2 separate regions of the Danio rerio genome follow, and region 1 is linked to region 2. A link is a contact called in public Micro-C data. All regions are on one chromosome and are shown on one strand. The core of a region is the stretch at or near the end of the contact, and the rest is flanking DNA. Distances in the headings are between cores, read along the strand shown. Region 1 holds the start of tbc1d10b (TBC1 domain family, member 10b). Region 2 holds the start of thoc6 (THO complex 6).

Evidence for each region. A called contact is a pair of places that touch in the nucleus more often than the background predicts.
Region 1: a contact with region 2 is called in a Micro-C map of caudal fin, with 3 times the contacts expected there. The contact joins the promoter of tbc1d10b here to the promoter of thoc6 in region 2. A contact is called at or near these places in 2 of 18 Hi-C or Micro-C datasets (caudal fin and hematopoietic stem cells).

Annotation. Positions count from the first base shown.
Region 1 is chr3:31,595,638-31,600,867 of GRCz12tu, forward strand. tbc1d10b (TBC1 domain family, member 10b) reads left to right here and starts at 1,437. Exons shown (of 10, transcript NM_001365256.1): 1 at 1,437-1,900.
Region 2 is chr3:31,462,298-31,467,594 of GRCz12tu, forward strand. thoc6 (THO complex 6) reads left to right here and starts at 2,659. Exons shown (of 13, transcript NM_001006095.1): 1 at 2,659-2,758; 2 at 2,946-3,037; 3 at 3,485-3,549; 4 at 4,624-4,727; 5 at 4,852-4,889; 6 at 5,019-5,067. The coding sequence starts at 2,744. It overlaps srrm2 (serine/arginine repetitive matrix 2), which reads left to right. Exons shown (of 14, transcript NM_001030075.2): 13 at 420-530; 14 at 618-1,166. The coding sequence ends at 672.

The DNA of each region.
Region 1 (5,230 bases), core at 187-2,686, 130 kb after region 2:
TGTGTGTGTGTGAGAGAGAGAGAGAGTGTATGAGAGTGTAAAAGAGTGTATTTTCGTGTTTGTGTGTGTGTGTGCCCATGTATATGTATAACAACATCGGTATTACACAGATGTTAGGAGGAGATGGTGAATTATGTGTACATTATGTATAAAATTCAATCACACTAAATATTTTTTTATTTTCAGAAAGTAAAACTACACATAATTTCCTGTAAGGGTTGGGTTTAGAGATTGGATTTGGGGTTAGAGCATTCAAAAGTATAGTTTGTAGAGTATAAAAACAATTGTAACCTATGTAATGTCCCCACAATTCACAAAAATGTGTGTGTGTGTGTGTGTGTGTGTGTGTGCGTGTGTGTGTGAGAGAGAGATAGAGAGAGAACTGTGTGTGAGAGTGTATGAATGTGTGAGAGTGTACATTTAGGTGTGTGTGTGTATGTGTGTGTAAAAGAGAGAGAGAGAGAGAGAGAGTATGAATGAACATGCTGAATTATCTCATCAGTGAAGTGATTTTCTGGTAAAAGAGCCTGACGATGTGAGTTCTTGTACCATAGAAATTATTTAGAGAGAAAAACAGTATCATAAGCCATGTTTCTTTTCATTCTGCTTAATCAAGTGCCCCAAAGATATTTAAAATAAACAAAACAATATGATGTCTTTTGACTGCCTTCTTTAATAACTACATTACACAATACTTGTACTTTTACTTTCAGTACTTGAGTAGTAAATTTTGAAATAAACTACTTGCAATACTTAAGTACTAAAAATGTTGAATACTTTTGTACTTCCACTTAAGTATGGTGATTAAAGAGCACTTCTACTTCTACTCAAGTCACTTTTTGATAGAGCACTTGTACTTTTACTTAAGTACGGGTCTCTAGTACTTTATACATCTCTGCTTACAATTCATAATTCACTTTTAAAAAAATTTAAATCATGAATTAAAAAACACAGTTTGTAAATACACAAATCCAATTTGTAAATTCAAAACACAATTCATACATGCACAACTCTAATTCATTGAAGAAAAATTTATGATTTCTATTGTGAATTCACAAGTTGTGGTTTGAATTAACGAATTGGATTTTGTCTATGTGAATTGTGCAGTGCATGTAGCCTATGAGGTTTATTTCTGCAGATGTATTATTTCTGAGACTCATCTGGCTTCATACAAAGCATGCTGTAAATAACAACAACAGTATGCTTTGGGCTTCCATACATATGTGACAGTCGATTCATTTCATAGAATGTTAGAATGCCTGTTTATTTATTTAAAATGCGAATTAAATCATGTAATTATTATGAGTAATATTGTAAATATTCATATAGTCATACATATATTCATTTTATGTAATATATAATTTATTTTAGGGGAACTTTAAACTCCATACAAAAGCGATGGCTGGATCGACTGGACGTCAGTACGTCAGTCGACACTGACGTACTGCGCGTTGTGAGTCGGGTGCGCGCACGTCGCTGTCACTCAGTTGGTTGTAGGAAATGCGGACACGGCGAGATGTAGGGCCGTGTTTATCTTTTCCAGTGATGCGGCCCAAGTCATATTTTATGGAGGTTCCTTGACATTTTTAAAACGCACCGCAAAACTCAATGCCAACAGTGAAACGGATCTGTTTGCGCGTGGATGAGAGGGAAGCCAGTGCAGAGCGGCAGTGTTTAGCTAACGCCGTTAGCTCAGCAACACACCACCCGCCACACACAGACCCATAACCGCACTTTTAGGTTCATCATTCCAAGTTCTTCATCGTCCCAGAGGCTTAACGTTACCAGCGGCCTGCCTCCCTCGCTTCTTACATCCGTTCATCGGTGGCGGCGGGGGGGTCACGATAACCGGAGCGAATAGGAGCCCCCCCGGGTCGGACGGACAGATCCCTCAGCTGCGGTGAGTCTGCACACTCTCTGTTATCTTCTCTCAGAATTGACAGATGCGATGTAACCGACGAACACACTAAACAACACCATTTCTTCTGCCGTAAAGCGGGAAGTTGAGCTCATCGACCGCACTGGGTGCTGTAGGCATGAGCTAGCGAGTTAGCAGGCCAGTTTCACCTGCCAAAAGTGTACATCACAATTACAAGCATCCCCGTTTTCTAATCACCACATGTACCATGGACTGAATGCTAATCCTCTGTATAATAAAGTCACATTTGTGTTGTTAAGGGGCTGTTGCATGACAGATCGGACAGCACGATTAACAGCTTTAGGTTAAACTTGGCAGTCACAAATCCAGCGTCTCCTGTGGGTTAAGAAGTCTCAGGTGGTGTCTGCTCACTTTTTGACCTTGCTAGGGTGTTTTTTGACTTCAGTCTTGTGCTTAAGAGCGTGATCTAGTTCTCTTGTACTTTTATAAATTAAGGTTACCCCCGGTACTCAGCAGTGTAATGCCCAGTTACTTCACATGTGGTCGATCACAACAGTTGACAGCTCTCACGTTTTCACACATGCCCTTTTAAAACCCCACATTGGCTGTTTGCATGTGTCGTTTGTTTACATCTCTTTCATGTCCACGCTGGGGATATTAGGATAGGATAAAAGTCTTGGTCACCCGGAACGAGCACAGTTCATGTGTATGGGTGGAGTCCCACAAACTGGCATTGTCCGATTCCTGGACGTATTGTCCACTTGAGTCGGATCTTTTAACTGATTTGTTGAACCGAGTCACAAAATCAACTGGAATGATTTGAGCTTTTAATTGGTCCAAACATTTTAACAATTCACTGGCTGATTGAACTGGCTATAAAGTAACTATGTAGAGCTTTTGCTTGTCGGAATGAGTAATATATTACTTTAAAGTCCTCATGAAATCACTCTGGAATGGTATTGAAGACGTCTTGGCTTTAATCATTCAGCTGCTTTTATTACATCTATTCTATCTTTCGCTCTGATGGCATGGTTTGAAGTCTGTCCCTTGAATACAGAAGTAGACTGAGCCAGGTTTTTAGATGGTCAAGCAGGTTGATTGGCGAATCACATCTGACCAATGAATCACTGTATAGTAGGCAGCTTTTACGGATTGCCCAAAATACTAGTAGCTGTAGCTCTCATCCTCTGTCTGGGAAGTTTACCCTGCTCCCTTTGGGTCGAAGGTTTCAGATGCTTTTTAGTAGGACAAAACAATACAGGAATAGCTTTGTTCCAACATCTATTGTCGCTCTGGATAAATTATAATATTTTATAAGGTACTTTTGTATGTGTTTATCTGTAATTTAATTGTTTGCATCAAATGCCATACTTTGCTGCAAAAAGAATCTACTTACAGGTACCAATAAAGTCAACTCAACCAATAGTTTCCTGTGAGTATGAGATGTTGAGGAGGAATGCTGAAATTAAACAACACCCTCTATTCACACTGCACTTACACACTTTGTACTCATTCATCTTCATAAAGTTTTGTTAGTCGTCTGTGTCTAAAAGCCACACCCCTAATTGCATGAAGTTGTTTTTAGTTAAATAAAGGCATTAACTGACTTTAAGTCTAATTTAATGTTTGAACACACTACTTGTTTTAAACTAAAACACAGACTAGAACAGTGGATATAAATAGTGTGCAAACAGGGAAATATGTCACAATACTGATGTTGGGTATTTTAGAACTACAGAATAGGCTCATATGTACACATAAGTGAGTTTTATCATCACAAATTTAATGACATAAAAGTCGATAAATGGCATTTTATTAAAATCTTATGAGGATTTATTTCGACCAAGACATGTTTATGAGTTTTAGTATGGTTTGATTGTTTTAATTGTTGTATTGTTAAGCATAAATAGTTATTTATATTTAGGTTTAAATATAATATAATTTATATAATGTAAGTATTATAACATTTATTTATATTCACAAAATGAACTATGAAATTACTGTATCGATAACTGAATACTTTATAGTAGGGCTGGGACGATAAACGATATTATATTAAATTGTGATAAAAGTTATTTCAATAAGCTCTGGACTTTAATACTCTATATTGATCCAAGAGCTAATCACACCGCAGAAATGTGCAACAATGGGAATCTAAAAATGTGTTATTAAAGATGTACTGAATTTTTGGCCACTGAAAGTTTATTGACCGAAAATATGTTATGCTAGTAGTTAATAAATCCTCTAATTTTTGTGGCTTCATTGTGTCATTGTTGGAATAATCTTAAGTCTGGAAGCATTAACAACTTATATAAAAATATTTATTGTTATTATCATTCAATATGGAAAATAAATATTGAGATTGCATTTTTGCCATATCGCCCAGCCCTAATTTATAGTACTAAATTTAATTTAAAGCATAGGTCTCAAACTCAACTCCCGGAGGGCCGCAGCTCTGCACAGTCTGCGCAGCTCCAACCATAATCAAACACAGCTAATACAACTAATCAAGGAGTTCAAGACTACTAAACACTACTAGATGAGGTGTGTTTGATTAGGGTTTGGAGCAAAACTTTGCAGAGCTGCGGCCCTCCAGGAATCGAGTTTGAGACCCATGGTTTAAAGGGACAGCTCACCCCAAAATTAGATTTCCTCTTCATTTACACACACTTGTGTTTCTAAACTTTTATACATTTTTCTTCTTTTGTTTCTTTGAAGATGCATTGGTTAATGCTTTCTTACACACCCTTACATTTTAATATTTTGCTGGTATTTCATCAGTTTTTAGACATCCCAGTTTGACAGCACATGGTAAATGTCAAAACCTAGTGAGCATTCTGCCTAGATAGCATTTTGTCTTCACAGGCGTGTCAGATATTTAGTCACCACAATGCTTTTGTGAAGGAACCACTTCCTTTTTATGTCCTGCAAGCATGTGTACTCGGACATGTTTATTTATAGATCATGCGGAAGAAGAAGAGTCAGATTTTAGTAAAAGAGGAAGCAGTGATGCCCTGTTCCTTTACTCTCCACCTACACTGGACCTGCATCGACTAGCGTTGCCATACACTTAGACAAGTAATTGAAGGTTAATTGCATCTAATTTATGACTTTGTCAAACAAGTTCAACCTTGTGTTAACCAAGCAGTACAAAGGTCCTCTAGTCTGATGTGTCCTACCCTTTAGGATATGTTTACAGGCAGTGCGTTATGCCAAATTGTTAAAACCTTTGTTTAATGCACTTCCTAATTTAAAGAGACATTTGAATCTTGTCATTAAAATGGTTGTATATTAATTAATTAGTTTTTTTTGTACAAAAGGGTAAATGGTTGTAACTCTTGTTAAAACCAT
Region 2 (5,297 bases), core at 1,409-3,908:
ATTTCCATGTACTGAATTATTATTCATCTATGCCTTGGTACACCTATATTTTCTTTATAGGACATCTTCAACTGCTCTCTTTAATTCAGTGTGACTAATAAACATGACTAAGAAGTCATCTTACAGAAGGATTTAGGTGAAATAAATGTTGAAGTCCGTTTGGAGTAAAAACGTGTGCTTTTTTCAGTTTGGGCTCATACATTTGGGGAATTTACTATTTTTATTCTAGAGCACACAAATCAGCTGCCATCAACAAAAGATAGTATTTAGATAAAGCATCATCATTGGGGGATCCAAATATCTGTCTGATCTCTGGTAGTTTTAAAATTACACATTTGCTGCATAAATTGTCAACATAAAATGGCCTTTCATTTCTCTGCTGTAATCTCCGCTGTCTCCATTTCCTTTGAAATCTGCAGTCCTCCACGGCCAAAAAGAGTGCCAGCGGACTCGCTCAGAGACTCTCGGTCACTCAGTTACTCTCCTCCAGCGAGGCAGCGAAGACCTGCACATTCTCCACCCTCTCGACGGTCAGTTCTGAAACAAAGCATTCATTTTACTGCACACTCCTAATTTCCAGCCTGCTGATATTAATGTTCACCACTGTTTTCCATCAGCGTCGCAAGCAGGAAGTCGAGAAGCCGATCTCCAGACAGTCGACGGAGGAAATGAGTGAATCGTTGTTCACATTTTTGTTTTCTGGACACTTACCTGACCCTCACTGGATTGGATCTTCTGTATCCTATGGATGAGGCTAGAAATGTGACTAGTTTTAATGGTGGTGCTCTCACCATTTGTAGAGGAAGATCTGTCGAAGCCTGGTTCTTTGTAACTCTCCCAAAAAGGGAGGATTTATTTTTACTTTTAATATGTTGTAATTAATGTTCAAGCAGAGGCCAGCTGAGACACTGAAGCGCTAGTCAACTATTGCTCTGTGCCAACAGATGCTGGACTCTATTTGTATACACACACACACACAAACATGCGCAAATCACACGTCTAGTGGTTTTCTGTCTGCTACATTGTTCTGAATGTAGATGAACTTCTGTAATTTGCTGTTCAGAATGGATGATTTACTGTTCCTGCATATGTGGACAGATTCTGTTTCTTTTTGTTTATTTGTGGAAAAGGAAGAGCTATGAATAATAAAATGGCCGTAGAATCTTCCATGTCTGAAACTGTGGTTTTGTTATTGGGAATGATCTTTATTTAACAGTTTTTATTAAACTGAAAGCTGTCGTTTTAATAATTAAACCTTTAATATTTTTTTCTCATTGGTCAGATAAGAATAATCTAATGAAGTTTTCTTACATGAACATATACAAGTATGTATTTTGTGTGCATCTTTATTTTTATCCAACCTTTAATGGCACTATATTTGCTTGTAGCCTATAATTCAGATGTTCCATTAACATTGGATTAATGGAAATATATTAATAATTGCTAAAACACAATTCAGTCCAAGTCTAATCTTTATTAAATGATGAATCAGTTAATACTGATTTAATTACGAAAAGGCCCAGTGTCTTGAATTTGACAAAATGGCACATATTTCTAAACTATGCTTAGTACATGGGCTTAAAGTCAACAATTAAAAGCAATGAAATTGCCTTTCACACAGAAGTATCTCATTTTAGTCACAGATTTTTCCAAAATGCTGTAATATAATGTGTATTTTATTATAGTGCATTTATTTGTATGCCCCACAACTATGAGTTCACACCACCACCAGTGCACAGCATTCACTTAGATGATGCGACAGCAGCCACAGGACAATGATGCCAGTGCGCTCATTACACACCAGCTATAACTAGTGAGCTACTCTTTACGAGAAGTGCCCATGATGTCTTATCCCAAAGACAGCACTCACTGAGAGTAGAGTGTCCCCTTCACTTTACTGGAGCATTAGGACTCACACAGACCACATTTTGAGCTTCATTAACACCACTTTCAACAGCAACGTAGTTTTCCCAAGTGGTCACCCATTCAGGTACTAACCAGGCGCAGCCCTGCTTAGCTTCACTGAGTAACCGGTGGGCTGCAGAGTGATATGGCTGTAGTAGTCGCTATGGTAATGTGGTTATGTTAGTTAAAGCATCATAATAACCACTGTTGGGGTGTTAGGTACTTCAATTAAAATTATTTTCCTCTGAAAAATTTATTTAAGGGATATCTTGCTCAAGGTTATGACTAACAGATGGCCACATGCTTAAGAAACTCTTATATTGAGTATGAATTTATAATGTCAGTATATGGCATGTATGAAACATGCTGTTATTGCTTTGTAAGGAATTGTTATGGACAATAAAAAAAAACAAAACAAAAAAAAACGCCTGCTTGGCTCAAGTTCAAAGATTTAAAATAGTTATTTCCATTATGTAAGCGTTGAGGTTTACATGGGTTAAAACTTAGACATGTTACATTTGAATTGTAACTTAAATACAATTTTATAGATTTAATGCTAATTATTAACCCTTTTGAAGTAACTGAAGTAATCTATGGCGAAAACTAGTTAAGCAACCATGCTAACTTTTTAAATTTTTTTTTAATTTCATTTTTTTGTAACCATGCTAACTTTTTTTTAAGGACGGGCGCTGTCTGTGACGGTAGGTTACGGAGAAACGTCATATTTACGCGTCATATTTACGCGACGCCATTTGAATGAGTAGCACACGAAAGGGCTTTGTGTAAAAAGTAGCTGAGGATTTTTAAGTTACATTAAGCGTTTAATAATCTCCCGAAGATGGGTCCAGTTGAGGTAAATTAAACAGCTGGAATCGTATTCAATCTTTCATCTAGCTCAAATTATCACATCACTAAAAACAGCGCATTAATAGTTGTCACAATTAGCTCATATACAACTTTATATGCAGTTTCATTCATACATGTGTAGATTTTTGAGGTATTACTCGCAGTGTGTGTGACAGGCGTTTGTCTTTGTCCAGCTCCTGCACATGTCAGTCTTCTCTCAGAGCTTCTCTCCCTGCGGTCGCTACCTCGCAGCGGGCAACAACTATGGAGAGATTGCAGTGTTCAGGTAAATACAGGCACAGTAAACCGTCTGTTATAAGAGCAGTTCATAGTCAGTGCTGCAGTTATGTTTGTTAATAGATGTGTGCCAGTAGCTATACGTGACGTATCTATATGTATTTAAGACTGTTTTGTGTTTATATTGAAGAGATAGTTTGCTCAAAAAAGTGAATTTTATTTACTCCATTCTGTTGAACTAAAAAGGAAATGTTTTGAAGCTTGTAGCCACTGACATCCATAGCAGGGAAACATATTTTAAGGATGTTAATGGTTACCATTAAGCATATCGTATTTTGTGTTCAGTAGAAAAAAGAAACTCAGGTTTGAAATGAGTGGAGGTAGAGTTAATAATAATAATAATAATAATAACTTTGACAGAATTTTCCTTTTTGGATGAACTATCTCTTTAAATGGCTCTTGAAATGGTTTTTGTTTACTAGTCTTGTCTTTACAGTCTTTCAGCTGCACTGAGCCCAGATGCATCAGAAAGGAGTCAGAAGCCCATCCTTAACTTTACCGGTCAGACACATTTTATTGATATTTCCCTTTACATGTGTTGTGTATTTAACTTATAAACATTAGCTAATAGAGAATGATTTACACTATCCAATATTGCAGCACAAACATGTGACATGAGGAGTATTTATTAATACAGTATATTTCAGTGTAGAATATGCAGAGTTATTGTTGTTATTGTTGGCACATTTTCTTAAGTATGTAGGCATTCTCTGATTAATCGGTCGAAAATCGGTATCAGCCTATAATCACATTTCATGACTCCATCTGTACTCTCTGATTTCATGAGCCCGATCACTGGTGTTCATTAATGAATTTACAAGCAGAGTTAGACACATGTGCGCTCTCGTATATTATACTTAGCCTACAGTAGCCACAACAAATGAGGAGGTAAATAATTTATTATTTTCTGTGGTGGTTCATTCCTCTGTGGTGACCCCAGATGAATATGGGGCTAAGCCGAAGTAAAATGAGTGAATTAATTATTTTCTGTAAAGCTGCTTCTGGCCAAGACATGTTCACACATACAGTAATAGTACGTAGGTAAATGGTAAAATAATAAAAATAATAAATAAATATTTGATATATATATATATATATATATATATATATATATATATATATATATATATATATATATATAATGTTTATAAGTAATATGGTTATAGTAAATGGTTATAAGAGACGTATTTAAGGGGAAGATCTTCTCTTAAGTTTTATACTAGGGTAAATGTGCTTAATGTATTATAAAGCTTGAAGAATTTAGAATCGGTATTCGGTATCGGCTGATCGCCATGACAAGGAATTGTTACTCTGTATTAGCGACAAATCCTGATCGGAGCATCCCTAGTATCTACATAAGTAAATAAATAGAGTGAAAGATGGGCTCAGAAATTGCTCAGACAGATTCTAGTGGGGTTAATAAATTATTAAGAGGACAACATAAGATCGTCTACATTTACACTTGTTATTGTCATTTGTTATTGTGATAAAACATTTAGCAATTATTATGCCATGAAAATTAAATACAGTTTTTGATTACAATGACATGTAAAAGAGCTTTTTTAATGTTTTCAGCTCACGACGGTCCTGTATTCTCTCTTCTGTCCACTGAATCTCATCTCCTGAGCGCTGGGAATGGAGAGATCAGTGCCTGGAGTTGGGCAGAGCTCATCAAAAAAGTAGGTAGAGTTTTGCCTGGGTTGGAAAAAATTATATTCCTTTTCGTAGTTTTGCTTTGTGCTTGCAGAAACTTCAGAAAAGTCCAAATAAGCTTAGCATGATTATTTATTTATGTTTCCACAGAGCACCAAAGCTGCATGGACAAGAAAACCTAATTATGAGTGAGAGACTGTCAATAACTATTTAGATTCACCTGCTCATTCTCACACGCTCATTGCTCAGTTAGTTTTATGACTTTCATTAATCTGTGAACTGCCTCAGTTGTTTGTGCAATGTCTTATTCCACACAGGACTAGTCTTGAAATTCCAGAAATCAATGCGATGATCATTAACCCAAAGGTTTGTATTTGACATATTTATCTTATTTTAAAAATGCTGAGCATATTTTGTCTTTGCATGTATTTGTTAGTTTTTTTTTTAAAGGTTCTGCTTTGAAATGTGCATTTTTATTCAATCTTTAATAGAAGTCTAAACTTAAACGTAAAAAGAGTTTTTTTTTTTGTTTTTTTTTAACAGCCAGTAGCTTTTTGTTTTAAAGTGGATGGAGCGTTTCAAATACTAGCATACCT